Regions from separate parts of the Rattus norvegicus genome. Here region 1 is linked to region 2. The links are chromatin contacts, called in public Hi-C maps. All regions are on one chromosome and are shown on one strand. The core of a region is the stretch at or near the end of the contact, and the rest is flanking DNA. Distances in the headings are between cores, read along the strand shown. Region 1 holds the start of Cpne1 (copine 1). Region 2 holds the start of Cep250 (centrosomal protein 250).

Evidence for each region. Hi-C and Micro-C count contacts between places; a contact is called where the count stands out from the background.
Region 1: a Hi-C map of the A7r5 cell line shows a contact between it and region 2, with 2.7 times the contacts expected there. The contact joins the promoter of Cpne1 here to the promoter of Cep250 in region 2. A contact is called at or near these places in 5 of 12 Hi-C or Micro-C datasets (the A7r5 cell line, Schwann cells, frontal cortex and 2 more).

Annotation. Positions count from the first base shown.
Region 1 is chr3:165,086,912-165,091,882 of GRCr8, reverse strand. It overlaps Cpne1 (copine 1), which reads left to right and starts at 1,889. Exons shown (of 17, transcript NM_001256465.2): 1 at 1,889-2,030. Rbm12 (RNA binding motif protein 12) reads left to right here and starts at 1,889. Exons shown (of 3, transcript NM_001409091.1): 1 at 1,889-2,030.
Region 2 is chr3:164,927,032-164,932,572 of GRCr8, reverse strand. It overlaps Cep250 (centrosomal protein 250), which reads right to left and starts at 1,274. Exons shown (of 33, transcript NM_001427194.1): 1 at 1,170-1,274.

The sequences.
Region 1 (4,971 bases), core at 640-3,139, 160 kb before region 2:
TGCACGGAGTGTTGCTGTGATAGGCTCGATCATGCTTTTGTTGGGAGGAATTCGATTTGGGAAGCATGGTTTGGTTTACGTGGTGCTTACTGGGACATCCTAGTAGTAACATGGATGACATTGGTGCTGAGGGTGGTAGGCCTGGCCCAAGAGGTTTCAGTGGAGAAGAATTTCAATATGTGGCCTAGAGACTGTTCTTGTGATATTTTAGTGAAGAATATGGTGCTTTTTGCCCTTGTCTGAAGAATCTGCCTGAGGCTAAGGTAAAAGAGATTTATATTAATTACATTTACAAAAAAGTCCAACAGAGGCTTTGTTCTCTGGGTAAGACTCATGTAGAGGCTTTTGAACAAGCATAGCAAGCTTAGAAAGGAAAAAATATAAAATGTATAGTTAGAGTTATAAAGGAGCACCAGGTAGTGAAATGGGGCTGAATCCTGTGCTCAAGGAGATAAAGAGATTAAGGGAGTGGTGACTTTGCAGCAAGATCCCACCCAGCCTAAGCTTAATGTTTATTCGTTTGCCATTGAACAAAGAATATTAGGCATTATTATTATTATTTTATTATTATTATTATTGGGTTATTGATTTCACTTGGACTTTTTTTTTAAGACTTATTTATTTTATTTATATGTTAGTACACTGTAGTTCTCTTCAGACACTTCAGAAGAGAGCATCCCATTACAGACGGTTGTGAGCCACCATGTGGTTTCTGGGAATTGAACTCAGGATCTCTGGGAGAGCAGTCAGTGCTCTTAACCGCTGAGCCATCTCTCTAGCCCTCACTTGGACTTTTAATCTGGAATGGAAGACATAGGCTTTTGATCCCGATCTTAGGGAATAGTGGCTATGATAAGCTTAGACCCAGGAAAGGAGATCTTTTTCTCTCTGTCTCCCCCCCCCCCCCCCCAACCTCCCCAATCACCCCCTTCCTCCTGCACAGGCGGCATAGTCTGGTGCAGCCTAGGACTTCAGGTATAATCAGATACCAGGGATTATATGGGCGGCCAGGAGAGATTAAAAGACATTTTCCGGGCTGGAGAGATGGCTCAGCGGTTAAGAGCACCCGACTACTCTTCCAGAGGTCCTGAGTTCAGTTCCCAGCAACCACATGGTGGCTCACAACCATCTGTAAAGAGATCCGATGCCGGGGGTTGGGGATTTAGCTCAGTGGTAGAGCGCTTGCCTAGCAAGCACAAGGCCCTGGGTTCGGTCCCCAGCTCCGAAAAAAAGAAAAAAAAAAGAGATTCGATGCCCTCTTCTGGTGTATCTGAAGACAGCTACAGTGTACTTATATATAAAAAATGAATAAATCTTTAAAAAAAGACATTTTCCTTCTTTTTATATTTGTTCTTTATATTTATATCTATTTTCATTTTAATTTTATTAATGTCTCTGTGTAAGAGTTTGTGCACATGAGTGAAGATGTCTTCAGAGGCCAGAGGAGGGCGTCAGATTTGAGGCCCGAGTTACTTGAGGTTGTGAGCAGCTCAAGACTTCGTGAAGAGCAGTATGAGCTTTTATCCTTTGAGCCTTTTCTCCACCCCAAGGCAAAATATTTTCAATAGCCAAAAAAAAACAAAACAAAACAGGACCTTTTGCTTGGTGGTGCGTTTAATCCTGAAGACAGTTCTGCAGTGTAGGCACACTTTCACGGGGGCTCTAAAAGCCAAAGGAACCTGTACAAAAGCTCTGCAGCGAACCTTGGACAATAGCTTCAGGCCGGACTCTGCAAACAGCAATTAAAAAGCCGGGTTTAGCCAAATACCTGCAACTTCCAAAGTTTCCCCCTCCCCACTCCGAAACCTCAGCGCGCCTGCGTCTCCCACCAGGTGACGTCGGTAGCGGCGCTCCGCCCACTCTGGGAACGCGGAGCGGGCGGGCGGCCATTTTGTGAAGCGGCAGCGGAGGTGTTGGCTGCAGTGGGCTCCGGGAAAGCCGTTCGGGCTGGGGCTGTCGGCCGCAGGGCTGAGGCACTCGCGCGGGGGGTAACTCGGGTCTGGGTTCTGGTGCCGCGCAAGCTCTCCCCGGTAAGACTCCCGCAGCCCCGGAACGGGCGGGGCTGTGCGGGGCTCGAGCCGCCTCCTTGGTGCCTCGGGGCGGGGCCTTCCCAGGCCTCGGAGCCCGCGGCCGCGAGCGCCCTACACAAAGGGTCGCGGCGGGGCCGCGGGGGTCCTGGGGCGCTGTTCACGCTCCGCGGTCTCCGAGGATGCGAGAGGTGGAGTCTGCGTGCCGAAGTGGGAGTGGGGCCTTAGCGGGGACATCCCGGTGGTCCTGAGAGGGGAAGCGGCCAGCACTTGGTGGCCTCGCGGCCTGCGAACTACGGGGTTGGGGGATTGCGGTGTAAACGCCTGCACGCAGAATGGGGAAGACATCGTTGGCTTTAAGCGGGAACGAGGTTTTAACTCACCTCTGCCCCAAAGTGAAGAGGTCCCAGTGGCCTATGACCTGCAAAAGGGGACTACCTAGAGACACACCTAGGGGAAGGAAGGTCTCTTGGGAGGCCGGGAACTGGTCGCCTGAAGGTGCAAGGAGTTGTAGCGAAGTGTTTCCTAGGTCCACCGCTGAGGAGGAAAGGTTTCCTAAGGAGTCTAGGTAATTGGAGCCGCCCTGTAGGTAGGAGAGGGATGAAGTCTTGGAGAATTATAGATAGGATGGCTGGTCCTTGTTTCCCAAATAAGGAAGGGCCATTGTCTGCAGCACCTTTACCGCACCTTTGGGAGTTACAGGGAGGAAGGAGGGTAGGTGCCTTAGATAGTTTACTGTCTTGAGGTTGGCGCTACATTGCAGCCGCGTAAAATAGAAGAGAAGGCATTTAAGGATCTACAGGTTAGTATTGCAGTATGGACTAATGTAGCGGGTTGGGGTGCCCGTGAACCAAGTATGTGTGTGTGTTTTATAGTGAAAGTTATAAGGAGTCTCATGTGATCTATTTAGGGTTAATCCAAGTGCTAAAGATTCATTCATTCTGGTAGATAAAGTAGAGAATTACAGGCTGTGTTGCAGAAGTATTCTGGGTCCTAAAGCCTTCTTGGCTCCTAAATTCAGAGATGACCTAATGTGTGCAGTTGGCAGAAACCATTTTATTGGGTGCTTTTAAGATTTAAGTTGATGCGAATCAATTCTATAACCTGGTGGGGAAAAGCTAGGATGGCAGCTGAGCTTTTTGGATAGTTTAAGGTGCAGTTTTTGGAGAACTTCAGTCTTAGAAACAAAAATTGTCTGGGATCTTGTTAACCACTGTGTACTGTTAAAGTGTTAAAGAGTGTTTGCAGTTGGAAAAAAAATCCTACAAAAATATTAAAAAATAGGTAAATAAGACTGATATACCTGTTTTTGAAACTTGCTGCTTTTAATGAGATGGAGACTTTTGGATTAGTAGAAAGTGGTTGTATAGAATGTTCACATAACTTCGAATATAATTTTTGAAGGAAATGAAATGTTTGTGTTTAGGTGAGTTCACAAGGCTGTGCGTAGTGTGTATTGGGTAGTTTATCAAAACGTGTTACATTTTTATATCACCTTATGCTTGATTAAATGTCGGTCACTGTGGATTGTAATGTATAATTTTATGTTCAGATCTGTGAACATCAAACCGATGTGGTGGTTACTGCTCTAGGCTACTAGCAATAGACTTTAGGCTTCTTTTACTTTTTGTGACATGTTGAATGTTTTGATTGACTGAATATTGAAAGTTTGGGACTCCTTGGTACAGTTTTTAGGTGTAAAACTTCATTATACTTCTGTTTTATACTGTGGGCCAGATGTTAGACATTATTGCCAGTCATGACAGCCCCACCTAAGTTTGCATAGAGATGCTGCACAGCTTGATTCTTGGAGGTTTGGTTGTTTGTTCCTCATTGACCATAGGATCTTGTAGCTTAGGCTGACATCGAACTCTTAAACTGATGGAGTCACTGGTAACAGTTGGCTTTTGATATTTAGTTTGAATAAGTGATTGTTTTTCTGAAAATGTTGTTAGTAATTAGTTGCACATTGTATACTAATTTCTAAGTCTCCCCCTAAAATGCATGGTCCACTGGGAAATCTAAAACCTAGCCTACAGTTTTTTTAAGTGTGTGGGTATTTTTCCTGTATTCATGCCTGGTGTCATCAGAGCCAGAAGAGGGTGTCAGATCCCTGCAACTGGAGTTAAAGAAGGTTGTGAGCTGCCATGTGGGTGCTGGGAGTCGACATGGATCCTCTGAATAGCACTGATCTCAACCACTGAGCAGATTCTCCAGCCCTCTATTCTACATATTCTTAATGAATACTCAAAAAAATGAATGCTCACTAAAAATTCTGTTTTAGGCTAAAAAGAAAAACAATTTCACTTGTAGTTCTAGCAGCTTCACTACCAACTACCTGTGTGCCTTTGGTTTGCAGAGTTTTAAGTTTAAAGCCAGCTTTAAGATTGAAAACTAGTGAAAGTAGATGTGGTTAGTTAGGCTAGAAGTAATATTTTTATTTTGAAGTATAAATGAATAAAAAGGGTATTTTTGTTGGTATCAATGATAACAATATTAAAATTCTTTGGCAGGAGGAACATCTTATTTACAAATGTCTTGATTTGCTGCCTGAGTACTAAATGAGAAGTTAACGTGATATCAGTGTCAGAAAAATGTATTCATAAGGATAGTCCCAGGATTGGAAGTGTGTTTTACTTTGTGATGGGGACAAATTCAAGGGGATGAAGCTGTGGTTTCATGATTTCTTGGTGATGGGATTACACTGCTGATAACATTGTGCCCATTGTAATAGAGGCTTTGTTGCTGGTCTCTGAGGTGAACATTTCAGGGGTTGTTGGGATTTTTGTTTCTGCTTACCCTGATTCCTGTCAAGTAAAGGTTGATGACTCTGCAAAATGAGAGTTTACTTTCTCAGTGTTTACTGCCAGGTAAAGAGTGGAAATGCTGGGGTTTTAGCTCATGCCTTCTCTTTGTGACTAAAAGGTTTGTTGATGGACATTTT
Region 2 (5,541 bases), core at 25-2,524:
AAAATGTGATAGAGCGTTCCTAGAGCACAGGGTGAGGGTATACCCGTAGGACAGTGCAAGTCTGGCTTTGATTTCTGTTAAGAAAACTATCCATTTGGTAATATCAATTCTCCTTCGTAACCCTTCTCAGGGCCCAGCCTAGACTCACGGGCCTGAAATCTTATTCTTCGGAGGCCAAGGCAAATGAACATCAAGTTCAAATCCAGCCTTGGTAAGTTGATAAGACACTGTCTCAAAATAAAAAGGGAAAAGAGGACTTGAGCTTAGTTCAGTGGTAGAACACTGACTGGTGTGCATACGACCCTGGGTTCAATTCGTTACCAATTAAAGAAGAAAAAAAAAAAAGCAATCCTTTTATTGAAATGTGAGTTGTAACACTGACCTCCACATCTTACAGGCTAATGTGTAAACAGCCATTCAATCTAGTTAAGTCATAATACACATAGGGGATTCTAGCTCACTGTGGAACTTGATTTAGGAGTGTTTGTCTCTTCGTGCATAAAATGTGACTATGAAGAACACACACCATAGATCGCTGCGTGGATTAAAGGAGCCTTTGAAGGTAATGCATTTAGCAGATCTGTCATCTATTCAGTAACTTTTTAGTTACCAGTAGTCATCGTGGGACTTAAGAGTTGAAAAAAAAACAAGACTTATAACAAACAAGCCCAGAACATGAAAGAGGGGGGCCGGCAGAACACTGACTTGGGCAAAGATCACAAAAGCCAAGAATCAGATTAGCTGAAGCCTGGAGCAGGCCTTAAGAAAGGTTTTGAAGAAGTGATCTTTGAGATCTGAAAAATAAAAGTTCTGATGATGGGGCAGCGGGCTGGGACCCGACTTTCAGGGACGGATCACGCGCAAAGCCCATAGGGGCACAGGGAGCTGGAAAGCTCCCAGGTGCAGAGAGAGATCCGCAGGGAGCGCTGCATCTCATCCCGTCAGCTCCGGGCTACGGGAGTGGGCCACTCAAGTGTGAGGTTCTCCGGAGGGGCGGCTGCAGCAGGAAACTGAGGCAGGCAGGCCCCGACCCCTAGGACCGGTCCCAGCCTCTCTCTGGGCCCGGGGCTCCTCCCGGGATACAGGGAGCCGCTATCTAGGCGACATCTCCGCGGGCGCTCAGGCCCTCGGACCGTTACGCTCGGCGCCTCCCGCCTGCCCCAGCCCACCTCACCACGGTCGGTTCTCGGAGATCTCGTAGCGGTCCGCAGCAACCGAGGCCGCTGCAGCAGCCCGCAGGCCAGGCCCTGAGCGTCTCTCAGCCAGGAGGCCAGGCCCCGCCCCTCCAAACTCCCGCCCTTTTGTGGGGGCCGCCCAGCCGAGCTAAGCGCCCGGGGTAAGTGCGCGGGTGCAGACCTCTCGCCATATTAGGTACTGGCAGCCAACTTACTAGAGAAGCCCAAAAGGAAAGGGAAGTTTTGGTGAGACACACAGTCGCTCTCCAAAAATAAAGACAGCCACAGTCTTTGAATTCTAGCACTGAACGTTCTGAGGTGGCGAAGAAAAACTCGCCCTCAGTCTCCCGCCTGTGGCTTCAGAGTTAAATAATGCGCATGCGTAAAGCCGAGGTGCACCTGCGCACTGTCCCTCCAACAAAGCCTTGTACTGTAACTGCGTGAAAGCCTCTAGCTGCAAATAAGTTTAGGCGAACGACTGTCCTTGGAACAACTCAGTGTCGTTTTGGAATACTCGGTACTTCACAAGCATTTGCCCATAATTGCTTTACTTAAATGGTTTAAATGCCAGGAAAGCTACTTTGTCTAGTTGTGACTACCTCTACAGTACTGTGTTCCGCTAGGAACGGGGAGTTATGTTGATAATATGTTGTACAATCATCATTACACGTTTTCTTAGCATTGAAATATCATTTATCTGGTTCCCAATTGGTTCTAGTTTTAGTAGAGACAAGACAAAAGCCAAAAATAAAAAAAATGGGTTAGGGGTTGGGGATTTAGCTCAGTGGTAGAGCGCTTGCCTAGGAAGCGGAAGGCCCTGGGTTCGGTCCCCAGCTCCGGAAAAAAAGAACCAAAAAAAAAAAAAAAGAAAAAAAAAGAAATGGGTCGCCTAAGTATATACTTTGATTCCATCCCTGAAGACTCAGAACACCAAGGGTGAAGCCAGGAATCTGCATTCTTGCAAATAACCCAGATGATTTTGCACTATGGGAACTACACAAGAGTGAATCCTTGAGGACGGAGCACTTCTTGGGCATACATGACTCTAGCACACAGTACAAGGCCTGACACAAAACGGATCTTCAGCAACTATTGAGTGAATTAACGTATACATGAGGTTGTGTGAACATAAGAGACCCAGCCGGCTGGGCAGTGGTAGCACACGCCTTTACTCCCAGCCCTGGGGAGACGGAGGCAGGCAGATCTCTGAGTTAGGGGTCAGCCTGGTCTACAGAAGGAGTTCCAGAATATTCTGAGTTACAAGGGAGTGGGGAAGAAGAGAGAAAGAGGGGAGTTCTAGGTGAGAGAAATAACTACCTTATAGCTTTTTAAATGTTTTAGGTTTTTTGGATGGTTCGGTTGGTTGTTTCGTTGGTTGGTTGGTTGGTTGTTTTCGAGATAGGGTTTCTCTGTGTAGCTCTGGTTGTTCTGGAACTTGCTCTGTAGATCAGGCTGGCTTGGAACTCACGAGATACTGTGCCCAAAGTGCAGGGATTAGAGGCAAAGACACCACTGCCAGGCAACAAAATAATTTTTTTTTTAAAGATTTATTTATTTATTATATATAAGTACACTGTAGGTGTCTTCAGATACACCAGAAGAGGGCATCAGATCTCTTTACAGATGGTTGTGAGCCACCATGTGGTTGCTGGGAATTGAACTCATGACCTCTGAAAGAGCAGTCGGGTGCTCTTAACCCCTGAGCCATCTCTCCAGCCCCAACAAAATAATTTTTAAAAAGTAAAACTTACCTCATGTTTTCCCATCATGGTTCTTTGTTTATTTCATAGCAATTCTGCCTTTTATTTGCTGCCTTATTGTTTTCATACGTTTCCTCTCTGAAGCTATGAGTGTGCTATTCTGAATGCTTCCCGTAAGGTCTCACAAGCGAGTTGTGGTTTGCCCTGAAGTTATCTGTATTTTGATGCTAATTCCACTGCCCCAACGACAGCTGCCTAGTGACTTCACCAGAACCTTGCCATTGAATTTGTAAAGTATAGGTGAGGGGCAGGTACAAGATAGAAGGAGACCTGTCATTGAGGAGAAGGAAGGATGGGTGGGAGAGAAGTTTGAAGGAAGAAGAAGAGACAGGACAGAGGAGATGGAGAGAGGGGAGAAGCCATGGCAGGTGATGTTAAGATTCTGCTCTGTGTATTTACAGGTTGTTATCAATGTTCCTAAGGGATGGATGGTACCGGGCTTTGTATGTTTAAGTGGGCAATTATATCATACCAATTGGGTCAAAGATTATTGTGTTGTGTGTCCCCCCCCACCCCCCGGGGCTGGGGACCGAACCCAGGACCTTGCGCTTCCTAGGCTCTACCACTGAGCCAAATCCCCAACCCTGTGTTGTGTTCTTTAATGTGTAGATTTAAGTAATGTAATGGAGTGTGGGGTGACTGGTCTGGGCCACCACGGAGTTGGGATGTGTTTCCGCCAAGATACCTAGCAGATGTCTTGGGGCACTGAGGTGCGGACAAAGCGGGTAAAAGACAACTATACTCTTTTTTATTTTTATATTTTTCCAACAACACAGGCATTGAGTAAGTATCCTTTGAACTGAATAAGTCACGTTATCCTCAGAGTTAAAAAATGTTAGACATAAAAATCCATCCCAAGGGTTTGGGTTGTGATTCAGTTGATCTGTTGCTTGCTTAACATTGTGAGCCCGAGGTCTGACAGATCTGGGCATGGCGGGTAGGCCTGTAACCCCAGCATTTGAGGTAGAGGCAAGAGTCTCAGAAATTCCTTGGCATTCTCAGCTACTTAAAGAGTTTCAAGGCTAGCCTGGGCTATATGAGACCCCGTCTCAAAAATTAAAACAGAAAATCCATCAGCAAACAGCCAGCGTACTTTAGGGAGTAGCCATAGGTTTCAAAAAGGGGCCAGTGAGGTAGTAAATCAAAACCAAACAGTAATGATTGGCCTTTGTAAAGGGGGAATCGTTCATGTCTGTAGGAATGTATCCATTTACACAGCAAGCATTTGTTGGACAATTGTTATGTTCTAATATCAGATAATAATACAATGTGTTAACAACCAGTTGGAAATTCTACTAAAATATAATAAAGGGTAACCACTGGGAACTACCTGGGCCAAAGCAGAGTGTGGGATTCCTATGTGGAAGAGTGGGTGACAAAGTCTGTCTCCCTCCAGACTGCAGAGGAGGAGAGAGAGAGAAATAAATGAGTTAAAAGAAAACCACCAGGACTGGAGAGATGGCTCAGCAGTTAAGAGCACCGACTGCTCTTCCAGAGGTCCTGAGTTCAAATCCCAGCAACCACGTGGTGGCTCACAGCCATCTGTAATGGGATCTGATGCCCTCTTCTGGTGTGTCTGAAGACAGGGACAGTGTACTCATATATATGAACTAAATAAGTAAATCTTAAAAAAACAACAACAAAACCCAAAAGGGAAAGAAAGAAAGAAAGAAAGAAAGAAGGAAAGAAGGAAAGAAGAGAAGACCACCCCCACTCCCCAGCAAACTGCACTTCTTCCTTTGCATCCTTAATTGAATCTCTGGGAAAGCACCTTCAATGTAGGTCCAATAGTGAGTCTGCACCCCAACTTTGCTTATTGTTCTATAATCCACCCCCTCTTTTGTAAGTTATACACATGGAGTTTCAAGGTGAGGTGCTCTGTTATAAAGTTCTTAAACTTCTTAGCTGTTAAATACTTCCTAGAATTCTTGAAGTTTGGAGTTTGTTTTTTGTTGTTGTTACATTTATTTATTGACAATTTCCAGGAGTTAGTTCTCTCCTTTTATGTAGGTCCCATGGATTTAACTCAGGTTGTTCAGCTTGGAAACAAGTGCCTTTACCCACTGGGCCATCTTGTTAACCATCTACTAAAGTTCTTGGTGTTTTTGTTTGTTTATTTCTTTTTTTTTTAAAGATTTATTCATTTATTATATATAAGTACACTGTAGCTATCTTCAGACACACCAGAAGAGGGCATCGGATCTCTTAACAGATGGTTGTGAGCCACCATGTGGTTGCTGGGAATTGAACTCATGACCTCTGAAAGAGCAGTCGGGTGCTCTTAACCGCTGAGCCATCTCTCCAGCCCTGTTTGTTTATTTTTTTTTTCTTTTCTTTTTTTGTCGGAGCTGGGGACCGAACCCAGGGCCTTGCGCTTGCTAGGCAAGTGCTCTACCACTGAGCTAAATCCTCAACACCGTTTGTTTATTTCTATTAGGGTTCTCATATACAAAGATAGAGTTTATTTGCCTGTATGTTTTAAAGTTATTTTGTTTGTGAGTGTGTGTGTGTGTGTGTGTGTGTGTGTGTGCGCGCGCACGCGTGCACGTGCAGGGGTGAAAACATGCATGTATCATGGCACTCATTTGGAGGTCAGAGCCCAACTT